3 separate regions of the Mus musculus genome follow, and all the other regions are linked to region 3. A link is a contact called in public ChIA-PET and Hi-C data. All regions are on one chromosome and are shown on one strand. Each heading gives the region's core, a stretch centred on a gene start, on an enhancer-like site or on the middle of the called end of the contact. The rest is flanking DNA. Distances are from core to core; before and after follow the strand shown. Region 1 overlaps Atxn1 (ataxin 1). Region 2 overlaps Atxn1 (ataxin 1). Region 3 overlaps Atxn1 (ataxin 1).

Region 1 (3,995 bases), core at 650-3,149, 270 kb before region 3:
TGAGGTATGATAATGAGGCTCTGTGAGGTACAGAGAGAGAGTAGCCAATCAGATGAGGAACATGCAAATGAGGCGTAGTGCATAACCAATCCGGGTGTGAGACACGCCTCTCCTAGGCCTATATAAGCAGCACCAGTTCTGGGCTCGGGGTCTTTTTGTCTCTACAATCAAGCTCTCCCAATAAACGTGTGCAGAAGGATCCTGTTGCAGCGTCGTTCTTCCTGGCCAGTTGAGTGCGCGCAAGAGTTCAGGGATGACCTCTTTGCATTGGATAACCACGAAGGGAACTCTCATCCCCGAGACAGGCCATTTCTCCCTCTCCAGCAGGCATTAGTTGCCTATAGCCCTTTGTGTAGGGCTGGGACCCTGGGAAAATGTTCTCCTTCTATGTCAGCATATCTATTGAGATCACCATAGTTTTGGAGTTCTTACTAACATCCATTTCTAAGGGAAGACTGTTTTGCACCGGATTTCCCCATGTTCTGCCTCTTCTGGTCTTTCCATGGGGGTGGGCTTTGGCAGCTCGAGGGCTCGCTTGCAGATTGTTCTCCCTTCTTCATACTTATAGTTCAAGATGTTAGCCCGCAGCCCGCTGCTCCAGCCACCATTTCTGTAGCTTGGCTGCCAGGCTTCCCCAGCATCCCAGCCTATCTCTCTCTAGAATCCTGAGCACAAATAAACTCTTCCCTCCACAAGTTTCTTTGGTCATGGTAATTTATAAGAGCAACAGAGAAGTAACCAATATGGGGTCTCACATAGCATAGGTCGAGTTTGAACTCACTCTGTAGCTTAGGATGACCAAGAACTTCTGATCCCCCTGCCCCTACTTCATAAAAGCAATAATTACAGACATGTGCTACCATGCCTGGTTTATGCAGTGTTGGGGCTCATGGACCCACTGCATAGAACATACAAGGCAAGCACTCTCTCAACTCAGCTCCAGCCCCAGCCCAGGGACAACATTTTAAATAAAAGCTAGAATGTGCTTACTGTCTGTTTCATTTAAGAGGCTGAAGACGGGGGAGCCAATAAAGCGGTTCAGTGGGTAAAGGAGCTAGCTCACTATCAAGACTGGCAACCTGAGTCTGCTCCTTAGACCTCACATGGTAGAAGGAGAGTACCAGGTCGCTCTCAGTGTGCCTAGATTTCTACTTGTACATCACAGCAGGTGCATGCAAGCACACACATACAGTAGATAGATAGATAGATAGATAGATAGATAGATAGATAGATAGACAGACAGACAGACAGATAGGCAAATGTATTGTAATGAAAAAAATATTGAGGATGGAGGTGAGACACAACTTTATAAAATTTGCATATGTTCATTAAAAATAGCTCAGCTACTTTAATACAGAGAATCAGAAGGATAAGTTGGGAAGTGATGCTGGTATTCTGCTTCTGTCTACACAGCCAGCCTAGACTCAAACCTTCAGGAACAAACAGGTTTCTCTGCCTAAAATGGATGAAGTCAGAACCAAACCATCCACATCTCCAAGTATCCCCAAGCCAGCTCTCATCTGGATTCACCGTGACGAGGCTTTACCCGAAGATCTGAAGAAAGTATTAGAAAGCGAGAAAACAGACATTACTTTGGGGAAGCTGGGAGACGGTTTTATAATCCAACTTGTCGCTAGATAGAATGGCCCATAAAAATAACATGGGGGACTATTACCTGACAACAGAACATATGAAATCTGTGTCCGTCTCTCTGTCACTCTGCCTCTGTCTGTCCCTCTCTCCACTCCTCCCTCCCTCCTAATTTAATTAAATATTTAAGCTGCTAAGAGACAAAAAGCCCCTCCGGTTTCACATCTGATGTCCCCTTGTGACACTGGCTTACGTGTGATATGATCACATTTCCTGACTTGTGGCAGGAAACACTGATTGTGGGCCAGCACTCTCCTTTTTGAGTCACACGTGAACCCCTGAGGTTACCAGCTGGAACACAGTAGATGCCACCTTGGATTATGAGGTCCCTCCAACTCAAGCTGCCCTGGTCTTTCTGTTTGAGGGTTTTCTCTCATACAGTGAGAAATACAAGTTCACACCTATCACAGGGTGAGGCTGTTCAAACTGAAACCAAGGAACCAGCCCCACTGAATCATCCACTGTCACTTTAACAGTAGCAAGGACACTGAAGGGAGCCAAGGAGCTGCTTACATTTGCATCTGGCCCCTCCCACTTTGGACGAAGGATGACTAAAATATGTAATTTTTGAATAGTGGGTTGCTTCAGCTCTGTGACTGGGAGCTGGAAGCAAATGTACTCTGACATTTTAGGCTCCAGTCTTTCCTGTTTCTCTCAATGGGAATATTTTCAAAAATATCTTAAATGTAGAATTAAACTCTGGGCTGCCTCCTTCTCCACAGGGTTAGACTTAGGCTCAAGGGTGAGGGCAAGACATGGGGACACAGCTTGGCATTTGTTGTGGGATGATACCCATTCACACACTTTCACACTTGTGGGAGGTAAGTGCAATTGCAGATAGGTGTGCAGAGGAGAGTGTGCATGTATATGTAAGGATTAGGACATACACACACACATATCATATGGGCGCACAGAGAGATGTATATAACCCATAAACATGAGAAACATATGTAGGCACATGTAGGCATGAGTGCACACACCTGGGTATGGTTGTGAGCATTCTATATCATTAGAGTAAATGCGTGTTTGTAGTACGCATGTGTCCAAATGTATGGGGTGAATTGCAATATTCTATCATGCAGGGGTGAATATATACACATATGCACACATGAGAGAATATACATCTATGCGGTTGTGAATGTATCCTTATGTGTGAGCACGCAAAAAACAAAAAACAAAAAACCCACCACCAGGATTTGAGAATACATGGGCACAGGCAGGGATGTGTATACATGCACATATGGGAAGTGTGGGTGCTGTGTTCACACAGAGTAGCTGAATGCATGCAGGCACATTCCTGAATACTAAGTGCATAGTAATCAGGACAACCGCAACTCTGAAAAATGAAAATCACCCACAGTAAAGTCCCAAGCAGATGTTTTTTTCCTGTGGCAGTAAACACAGAAAACAAGGCAGGTGGGTGGAGTTAGACATTTAAGCCCACTTCATAGCCATGGTACTTTTATTTAACACATTGATGCAATACCTAATATGCTAACACCCATTGCAAAAAACAGTCCCGAAAAGGATGTTCAACGGTTTAATTTAAAGTACTGGTGTGAGTTTTATCTTTGTGTGCTGAACCAATGGTGGCTGAAGCATCTTCGTTTTTTTTTTTTGTTTGTTTGTTTTTTTGTTTTTTCCCCTTCTGAGTTAGAGAACAGCAGCCCCGGTGTACTGCTGACGGCTATCCTTTTGAAGTTCCAGAGACAGTTGGGTAGACTGCCTCAACAAAAACAAAAAAAAAAAAAAAGAAAAAAAAAAAAAGAAAAAAAAATCAGACACTCAGAGAGTTCAGTGACAGACTATGCGAAGGTTCTCAGCAACACAGGTTTGGGGGATGGTGCTGGAGTGGAACACCTCGTAAGGGTGACACCCCGAAGCTCACTCTTTCCTTTCTGCCTGCCATGATGCATGTCTGCCTTCCTACCCCTAATGCCTCCATGGCTTCCAAGAGTCTTTGCCTGAAGGGTATGGCCATTCCCAGGGCAGCTTTAATTGCTTTTTAGGAGCCTCACTACTATTTCTCTGGACCAGTTTGTGCTTTCTTAAAGATGCTTGGACAACAAGCTTCTGGAGACTCGCTGACCCTGGCAATTTGGTGATGGCGAATCCTACCGCACATCTGCAGGAACACTTCTCTAAGAGGTTAATTGGCAGCCAGAGGAATAGGTCCTGCCCATGGCTCAGGAACTTGAGCACAGCCCAGGAATCATCCAAGAAGGCACTGTCTCTCATTATGAAGACCCCTTGGCCAGTTCTTCTCCTCCCAGGACAGCCTTACAGGTTGGGAAAATGTATTTTCCTGGGGAAATGTGGTCTAATTTTAGTTTTATGTTTTCACA
Region 2 (4,309 bases), core at 1,540-4,039, 300 kb before region 3:
GGGGCTTAAGACACTGCTAAAAACTGACTGGGTTTTAAAACAGCCTTAAAAAACCTCTTTAACAGTGCCATATATTTTCAATGTGGAATTCTAACAGGGAACTATCCCCTTTCCTGCAATTCACAGCCTGCCCTCCTCAACTCTTAACCTTTGCTTGGCCCCAATATCATGGCATTTCTTTGACTCAAGTCAACTCTGAAATATTGTTTTGTTTTGCTTTCAGACCCTTTGACAATTTTGACTGTAAAGGTTGCCTGTTACTTGGTTTGGTCTGGGTTCCTAAACAGGTTTCTGTTTTCTGAAATTCTCTGTTGCTAAAATGGGGCTGTCCATCAGAGACCAGACAGCCCATAGATCACTTGTGGTTATGGAAGTGGTCACAGGCCACTGTAGGTCTCTTTCCTGGTATCTGAATCAGGAATGGTCTTTGGCAATCCCATTTTCTCTTGGACCTTTCGGAAAGAAAGAAAATAAAACCTTCCCTTCTAAGAATTATTTTATAGAGTTGTCTAATGACCAGTAAGAGAATGGATGAGCCTAGGAAGTTCAGCTTTATCTACAGCTTCATAATTTTCCCAAACATGAAACCAAGCTCCATGTAATTGGCCCAGTGAACCATTCTTTTTTTTTTTTTTTCAATGATCATTTTGCTAGCCAAAGGAATACATGGGAGAATGTGAAACCTCAAGTACGTAGCTCAGACAAAATGCACAGAACAAAACACCATTCAGAACTGTGTTTTCCATGCTGACTCTCAAGGGTGGGCCTGAATTTGCTGATCCATGGTATGATCTGGTACGTTTATGGTGCCAGAGAGAAACAGTGGTGTACTGAAGGTGGCTTGTATTGGTCTGTGAGAATACTGTTGAACTCACAACTTGAAGGCAAACACAGCTATTACCAAAAACTAAGCTATATAAAATTTCTAATTTTAGTTAAATTATATTATAGCTTATCAACTCCTGATTTTTTATTCTATTTTGCAATTATTATTCAGTGAAGATTAATTTGTAGAGTGGTATAGACACACACACACACAAATTAGTATTGCTATAGCACTTGCATTTCTTTTTTCTAAACCTGTGTTGGTCATAACAGCTGGCTGAAATTTGTCCCATTAACAGAAGTCACTTCAGAGAAATCAACATAAGTATATACTATATATTTTATATAACTATTATTATTATTATTATTATTATTATTATTATTATAAAGCTGGTCAACGTACCATGACTACAGCTCAGACACATACCATTAAGCCACACTGTGCTGATCACAGCAAATTGATCTATTCCTAAATCCTCTCCATTATCTACCACTGAAATCGGTCCGACTCAGAAATGTGTGTGCCTGCAAGAACACTGACAAAGATACTATCTTTGAAGGGAAAATAAAATTCCTTGGAAGTTGGGCAATCCTTCACCAGGCGCACAGAGTTTCATGGATTACCTCATTCAGTACTGGTAAGCACTGTTGCATTTCCCTATTCTAATTCAACAGATGAGGACTGGAAGGGGAAGCGCTCTGTCCAGGGCCACATGGCCAGTGAGCCGCCCAGCCTTGCTAAGTCTGAAGGCCAAGCCCAGTCTTTTTTAGCTTCTACCACAGATTACTGCTTTATGTAAGCTGTTTTAGCAGTGTTTTTGTTTGTTCGTTTATTTTGTTGTTTCTAAAGACCCACATCTAGGTTTTTTTCCTTCCTTCGATCAGCAACGTAGCCAGTTCTGATAAAGCTACATCTACAATTTATAGAGAACAACCCAGGAATTTCTGCCCCTTCCTCACCACAAGCAGACATTATGTCCATACTGCTGTAATACCTAAAATACACCAGAGCCTGATACTCCACACCTCTGCCCCTAAGAATGCTGTAGGTGTGCGGGCATACAGAGAAAGCGATGCACTTTGGATTTGAGTGTTTCCAACCCAAAGAGAAGCATCTAAGCTCTTGAGCATAGGTTAGCAGTCACCGTGAGAAATAAGACTGGCCTGGCCCTCTGCCTCTGTGACTTCCACTTCTACAGATTGTACATCTATAGATTCAGTTAAGCACAGATCCCTCAGGGGACCTACCCTGAAGCTGCACAGTTGTTCTTATCATTATTCCCTAACCAGAAGTGTGACAACCATCCATGCAGCAATATACTGGATCAGGTAATACAGATCAGCCAGAGTTGGTTGGATGTGTGGAAGTTATATGTAAATTCCATGTCATTTGTTTATAAAGGATTGAAGTCTTCATGGGTTTTAGTTCCCATTTGGGGCAGGGTATAGATACAATTCTAATGAATATGGAAGGCCAAATGTAGGGATGTGTGTAAATATGTGTGTGTGTGTGCGCATGTGTGTGTTGTATACATACTCAATGATGGAAAAAGTGAGTTACAGGAACATATATAGGAATATGTATACACACATGCGTATGCACTCACATAAGTTTTTCTGTGTTTTTTAAAATATACATACTCTTCATAGAGAGGGGAACAAGCTATACACAAATAAAAGAACATGTATACACACATGTACACACGTACATACATGCACACATTGCACACATATATTTGTGTGGCTTATTTCATATGTATTCTCCATGAGAGGGAAAGTAGGCTACACACAGTGGGAACATGTGTTTTATGTTTGTGACTAGGTTGCTTGTCTCCTCAGGGACTTTCACAGAAAAACAAACAAACCCTCATTTCTCTTTATTAAATGGGTACCCATTCTACCCTTGCAGTATGACTATGGTGGCTTTATGACTTAACCCCAGGAAGAATGCAAAGAATGCCTGGCTGGCCATGAGCTTCCCCAGTACAAACACAGCACTGCTTATGACCTCTAGCACTTGAAGACATGTTTTCAACGTGACGCATGTTTGTTGGAGCCCAAGACGAAAGCCTGCCCAGATGTTGGTTTTCTTTGGCTCGAGGAGAAGTTCCCACTGATTGATCGATACCAGCCTTTGGGCCCTGTGGCTGGGGTTCACTTCAGTCCCAAGAGCCCGGCTAGAGTTGAGCCCTTGAGATGTTTTCTCAATACGCTAAGCAGAGATAACTGTAACCAGTGACAGATAAGAAACCCATCTGTCCCCTGGTCAGGCCTTTTGAGGCTTGTTATGTGACTGACCTCATAGCTGGAAAGTGTTTTGGAGACCCTGGATGGAAACATACCCACGTCAGTGAAGTGCTACAGATGGATTCTTAGAGGTTACCAGTGGCTGTCAATACTGTCATCTTCATGTTAAAGGATGGCACTTCTGGTTGACCTTGGGATACTGGTGGGTGTGGGGTAACATTTAGAATGAGTGATGCCAGGTTCCTTGGACAACATGTTCTTGGGAGGAATGTTCCCTGACGGTCTATTAAAATTTCACATTAATGGGTCTGATTGCCAGTCTCCATGGGGACACCTTAAAGTAATCAGGCTGTCAAATTAAAAGCCAAGCAAATAGTTTCTCTGCATTCTAAAGATGGAGCTAATGCTGGGGTTACCATTCTGCCTCATGGTTCAGGAAGACATGAGATAGAGGTGGTCACTTCATGACAGGGATCACTCCAGTCCCTTCCTGCTCAACTGTGATGTTCTCAATCGAGAGAGGTTTTATTCTTTAAGGGATATTTGGCTGTACTTCGCTTTTGATTATCACAACTGCAAGGTGCTGCATTATCTAGCTGATGGGCAAACAGGACCTTCCTCTCCATTTCTCCATCTCCCCATCTCCCCATCTCTCTCTCTCTCTCTCTCTCTCTCTCTCTCTCTCTCTCTCTCTCTCAGGTATGCGTATGGCTCCAGGTTTTTCTCCTCTATCTGCATTCACAAGTCCCTTCTTTCCTGGCTTAAGATGCCTGGACCACACAGCCACTTGCTTTTGGGGCTTTAAATGCCATTCCCAAGCCATTGTCTGACTTCGCAGATGGCCTGGGTCGGAAGCCCTCCTCTCATTTCTCCTCTGAGTGGAATTCCTCAGTGAATACGTATTACGACATTGTTAGGGTTAGAGACTGGAGCTGCATTTATGCACGCCTTTTGCCAAGACCCCAAGACAGACTTGGAAAGGTGTCACTGGGCTTCTTTGTTCCTCTTCCCAATGTGGCCACATTGAACCAATCTGCTTTTCACTATTGATTGTGCCTTTAATTGGCCTAATGAGTGTGGATGGCCGGGCCTGGCTTGTTCGGGTGGCCAGGGCCCAGGCTCTGACTCTGACCATTGTGGTAACACATGCGGATGGGAATTCCACACACAAGGACTCCTGAGCATTTAACCTTTCCTATAGTCCCTTTCTTCTCACTTCAGAACATGCATTCATTCA
Region 3 (4,291 bases), core at 588-3,087:
TGGGTAATAGGCACCCCCCAAATTATTTCATCCATTCTTTCAAAACAATATGTTTTCATGGTGCACCGGGTATGTCTGCAACATCAACCTAAGTCGTTCATAACAAGGTCATGCCCTGTCATTTTTAATTGTATGAAAAGGTGACTGACTGATGGCTTCCTTCCTGTAATTAGGTCTGCATCGGCATCTCTCCGAGTAGGTATTCTCAGGCAGCTCTGCGTCTTGGTTCTCAGTGAGTGGTTCTTACAGGCTGTCTGAGAGACAGAAAATCCTTTGAAAAATCTCACTGAACTGACTACTTTTGCCCTAGAACAATCATCCGGACATTGGAGGTACTGGGGATACAGTTTCCAAAGATCTTGGGACCTTGTGGAGACAGGAATCCCCAGAACGGTGGCGATCCAGACTATCTTAAAGAGTGAGCTCTGAGTTCAGTAGAAGACCCTGTGTCCTTAACATGTAAAGTGGAGAGAGAACAAGGAAAGCAGCCTATGTGAACTTCAGGCCTCCTGTACACACACACACACACACACAGACACACACACACACACATACACACACATAAATACACACACATACACACACACACACACACAAATATATAAACACACACACATAAACACACACACACATAAACACACACACATACACACACACATAAACACACACACATACACACACTCCTTATTTGTTGGTATATATATATATATATATATATATATAAATACTCCAGGAAACATTTATGCAAACTTCTTAGAAATAAGGGAGAATTCTACTATGGAATGCAAGCCATTGATTGTCCTGTTTTTCAAAGTCTTTCTACTACAGAGCCTGAGTTCCTGCAAGGTGTGTGTGTGTGTGTGTGTGTGTGTGTGTGTGTGTGTGTGTGTGTGTGTGTAGTGGGAGCAGGAATTATTTCCAGAGGCAATGACATATGGTATTATCATCTTGGCTCTTGCTTTAAGAATCTCCAGACATTTACACGCTATAAAAAATGATGGTTATCATCTTTTTTTCAAACAACCTTCCTTGGATAGTTAAAACGAGTTCAATTTCATACAGTCAGCATGCATGTAAGTTCATACTATAAATCAAGCCCAAGAAGTGAGCTGCAATTATTATTTAATCCTAAAGAAAAGAATGAAGAGACCGAACGCAAACACCATCTTTCATAGATAAAATAGAGTTGTGTTATTTATGACCCCTGCAGCTGAGTCTTTTACTTAGATGTCGAGCAAACTGCACTGCGTAGGCTAAATTTCCTTAAGCTTTTCTGGACAAATTCCCTGCATTCAACAGAAGAAGTTCCAATGTTTAGTCACAAAAGAATCTCTCCAAAGCATTAAGATAATTACACAATTTTAACTTCTAAGTGTATATATATATATTTAAATTAATAACAGTGTACGGCCTTCCTTAGAAGGAAATTTGAATTACAAAGAATCTCTGACTTTTCAAAATTCCTGAACCCAAAAGCCATTTTAAAAAAACCCATGAGCCAAGTAGCTTCACTAAATATTTATCACGGGATAACGTTTCTACCATCCGAAAGCTGCTGGCAACGGTTCAAACTCAAGTTCCTGACCTTTTTTTTAAAAAAAAAAAAAAAAAAAAAAAACTCTCATGTTTCTCCGCATCAAACCAAAGCATGTCGGTTCTAGTGCGGCTCATGAAAGAGCCTCTGAGGGCAGCTCAAAGGAACCTCAAGCACAATGACTTCATACTCAAAAGAGTCTTCTCATGGTAACAGCATTTAAGTCCGTGAGTCACAAGGCTCAGTCTGAGGTTTTGCTCCATCAGCTCCTCCAGGCAGGTGAGCTAAGGGCTCTACTGTCTTAAGTGCAGTGAGGCAGTTTGTCTAAATATGGACAGACTTCATGAGAAGCTGAAATGGGGGCGGTGACTATGCCCAATTCCTCAGTATAAACTGAAAGAAAAAAAATCATGAAGTCTCAGAGCCCCGCTGCCGTGTGTGTGTGTGTGTGTGTGTGTGTGTGTGTGTGTGAGAGAGAGAGAGAGAGAGAGAGAGAGAGAGAGAGAGAGAGAGAGAAATAGAAAGTGTGTGTGGTGTGTGTGCATGTGTGTATGAGAGTGTGTGTGTGGTGTGTGTGTAAGAGGGAGAGAGAGAGAGTATGTGGTGTATGTGTGTGGTGTGTGTGTATGTGAGTGTGTGTGTGGTGTGTCTGTAAGAGGGAGAGAGAGTGTGTGTGGTGTGAGTGTGTGAATGAGTGTATAGTCTGTGTGTGTGGTATGTGTGTTTGAGTGTGTATGAGTGAGTGTGTGGTATGTGTGTTTGAGTGTGCATGAGTGTGTGTGAGTGTATGTGTGTGTATGTGTACTGTGTGTTTGAGTGTGTATGGTGTGTGTGTGTGTATGTGAGTGTGTGTGTGGTGTGTGCGTAAGAGGGAGAAAGAGAGTATGTGGTGTGAGTGTGTGAGTGAGTGTATAGTATGTGTGTGTGGTATGTGTGTTTAAGTGTGTGAGTGTGTGTGAGTGTATGTGTGTATATGTGCACTGTGTGTTTGAGTGTGTATGAGTATCTGTGTGTGTGTGTGTGTGTGTGTGCACATGCATGCATGCTCAGGTGCACAGAGGAACCAGGGATCATTTTCTGTCCGTTACATTGCTCTGCACTCTTGTACTTATTTTTAAAAGGCAGGATCTCTCACTGACCCTCAAGTTCTGATTCAGATAGACTGACTAGCCCTGAACCCCTAGGAATTCTCCTGTCTCTGCTTCCTCGGAAGTGGAATTGTAGGTGCACACTGCCAAGTTTTGTTTTGTTTTGTTTTGTTTTGGTTTGGTTTGGTTTGGTTTGGTTTGGTTTTAAACAAGAAGTTGAAGGAGCCAAACTCGGGTCCTCATGCCTGTATGGCAGGCACTTTACTGACTGAGCCCCGTTTCCAGCCCTGTAGATGCCCTTAACCAGTGGAACCATTAGGACCATGGGCTTACTTCCAAGATTGCACAGTAGGAAGCAGTGACACCTTTTGTGACCGTGGTCTCTCATCATATCCATTCCCCAGAGACAGCACACTCGACTAGAACAAGCAACCCCTTGAACAGAGCAAAAAAACAGGGGGCTCTCTGTACACAACCTTCCGGCTTACAGATTTCCACAGGACACCCATCCAGACCCCGGCCATATGCAGACATCAGAGCCAACCATTCAGACACCAGCCTTACGTAGACTCCAGGGTTTGAAGGGACAGCAATCAGTCACAGAGCTGTGGGGATCCCACCAAGGCCTCTCCTTGTTGTTAGTCCCTGTGTCCCCAGAGAAACATCAAAATAGCCAAAAGTCCACACTAACATGAGATTCTCAAAGAAACAAGACACCTTATTTTAATGTCATACTTGCTACTTACATTATGGTCCACTTGAAGACAGTTGGATCAGATAAACAGCCAAGAAAGCAAGAGTCTATCGATGTAGTTTTATAACGAGATCACTTGAAACATGGCTATGAGAAAAAAACGTGATTCTCCTTTCTCTCCCCATCCCATTCTCTCTCTGTCCGTTGATTGGTTTACTTTACTTGGATCTATTGGTCTCAGACTCCTCCACAGCCTTCCCAAGTCTGTGAGCTGTTGACTGGGGCTTCCCCAACTGTTGTTTATTATTCTAGTTACTACACGAGGAGTGTGATTGTTAATGTGTTACTGTGAGCTTCTAAAGGAGTCAAAACAGCCAAAGAAAAGCTTGAACTATACACAGAAAAAAAAAAAAAAAAGGCTAGAAAAATGCCTCAACAACATGGGAAATGACTCACCGCTAAAGAGATGGAGGCTCAGGAAACCGCTTTCCCGTTCAAGTCGGGGCAAATATGTACAGATGAAAGCAGCCCCAAAGCAGCTCAATCTAGTTTGCATCAGAAGCCAGATTTCGACAGTCACCTTGTTTGAAATAGTCTCAGAAATGGTTTTCAAGTTTTTCTCCCTTTCTGGGGTTGCTGAGATCAGTCGTGACTTGCACTTGTAAGCACTTAGCTAGAACCTACTGCCTCCTTCTCTCCTACAACAGCATCTATACCCAGGTATGAGAAGGCATCTTCCCCACAAGGCTGACTCTTATTTGTTCCATTCCTCCCTGCTGAGTTTAACAGAAAAGGCGCTAGCAGAACATTTAAGTTAAACGTAAGCATTCCTATACAGAAGGACTCAATAAATACGGGCATTTTCAATTTCCTCCAAGCCAAGAACGCGAGAACACCAGCACATGGTGGGAATGACTGGCAAAAGAAGCAAGCTCCTATCTCTCCGCATGCCCCATTCCAAGGTCCCCTCTGCTC

Evidence for each region. Hi-C and Micro-C count contacts between places; a contact is called where the count stands out from the background. ChIA-PET counts read pairs in DNA pulled down with a chosen protein or histone mark.
Region 1: an RNA polymerase II ChIA-PET map of memory CD8 T cells shows a contact between it and region 3, with 382 read pairs. The contact joins two enhancer-like sites. A contact is called at or near these places in 1 of 15 datasets of contacts at CTCF or cohesin (the NIH/3T3 cell line), 2 of 484 Hi-C or Micro-C datasets (liver and nephron progenitors) and 5 of 115 datasets of contacts at active chromatin or transcription factors (CD8 T cells, T-cell acute lymphoblastic leukemia, bone marrow-derived macrophages and 2 more).
Region 2: a Hi-C map of adipose-derived mesenchymal stem cells shows a contact between it and region 3, with 1.7 times the contacts expected there. The contact joins two enhancer-like sites. A contact is called at or near these places in 3 of 484 Hi-C or Micro-C datasets (adipose-derived mesenchymal stem cells, liver and nephron progenitors), 2 of 115 datasets of contacts at active chromatin or transcription factors (bone marrow-derived macrophages and embryonic basal ganglia) and 1 of 9 other capture datasets (embryonic stem cells).

The regions. Positions count from the first base shown.
Region 1 is chr13:45,647,457-45,651,451 of GRCm38.p6, forward strand. The region is part of intron 6 of Atxn1 (ataxin 1); the gene reads right to left. Among named protein-coding and RNA genes, the nearest start is that of Gm34582, 120 kb to the left of the region's middle. Within about 2 kb of position 1,900, at least 34 of the 459 cell types and tissues checked have an H3K27ac peak or open chromatin away from gene starts, as enhancers often do. A contact at or near this core is called in CD8 T cells, T-cell acute lymphoblastic leukemia, effector CD8 T cells and 1 more, where this site is marked.
Region 2 is chr13:45,624,487-45,628,795 of GRCm38.p6, forward strand. All of the region lies in intron 6 of Atxn1 (ataxin 1), which reads right to left. Among named protein-coding and RNA genes, the nearest start is that of Gm34582, 100 kb to the left of the region's middle. Within about 2 kb of position 2,790, at least 46 of the 459 cell types and tissues checked have an H3K27ac peak or open chromatin away from gene starts, as enhancers often do. A contact at or near this core is called in adipose-derived mesenchymal stem cells, where this site is marked.
Region 3 is chr13:45,920,959-45,925,249 of GRCm38.p6, forward strand. All of the region lies in intron 2 of Atxn1 (ataxin 1), which reads right to left. Among named protein-coding and RNA genes, the nearest start is that of Atxn1, 42 kb to the right of the region's middle. Within about 2 kb of position 1,838, at least 82 of the 459 cell types and tissues checked have an H3K27ac peak or open chromatin away from gene starts, as enhancers often do. A contact at or near this core is called in CD8 T cells, T-cell acute lymphoblastic leukemia, adipose-derived mesenchymal stem cells and 2 more, where this site is marked.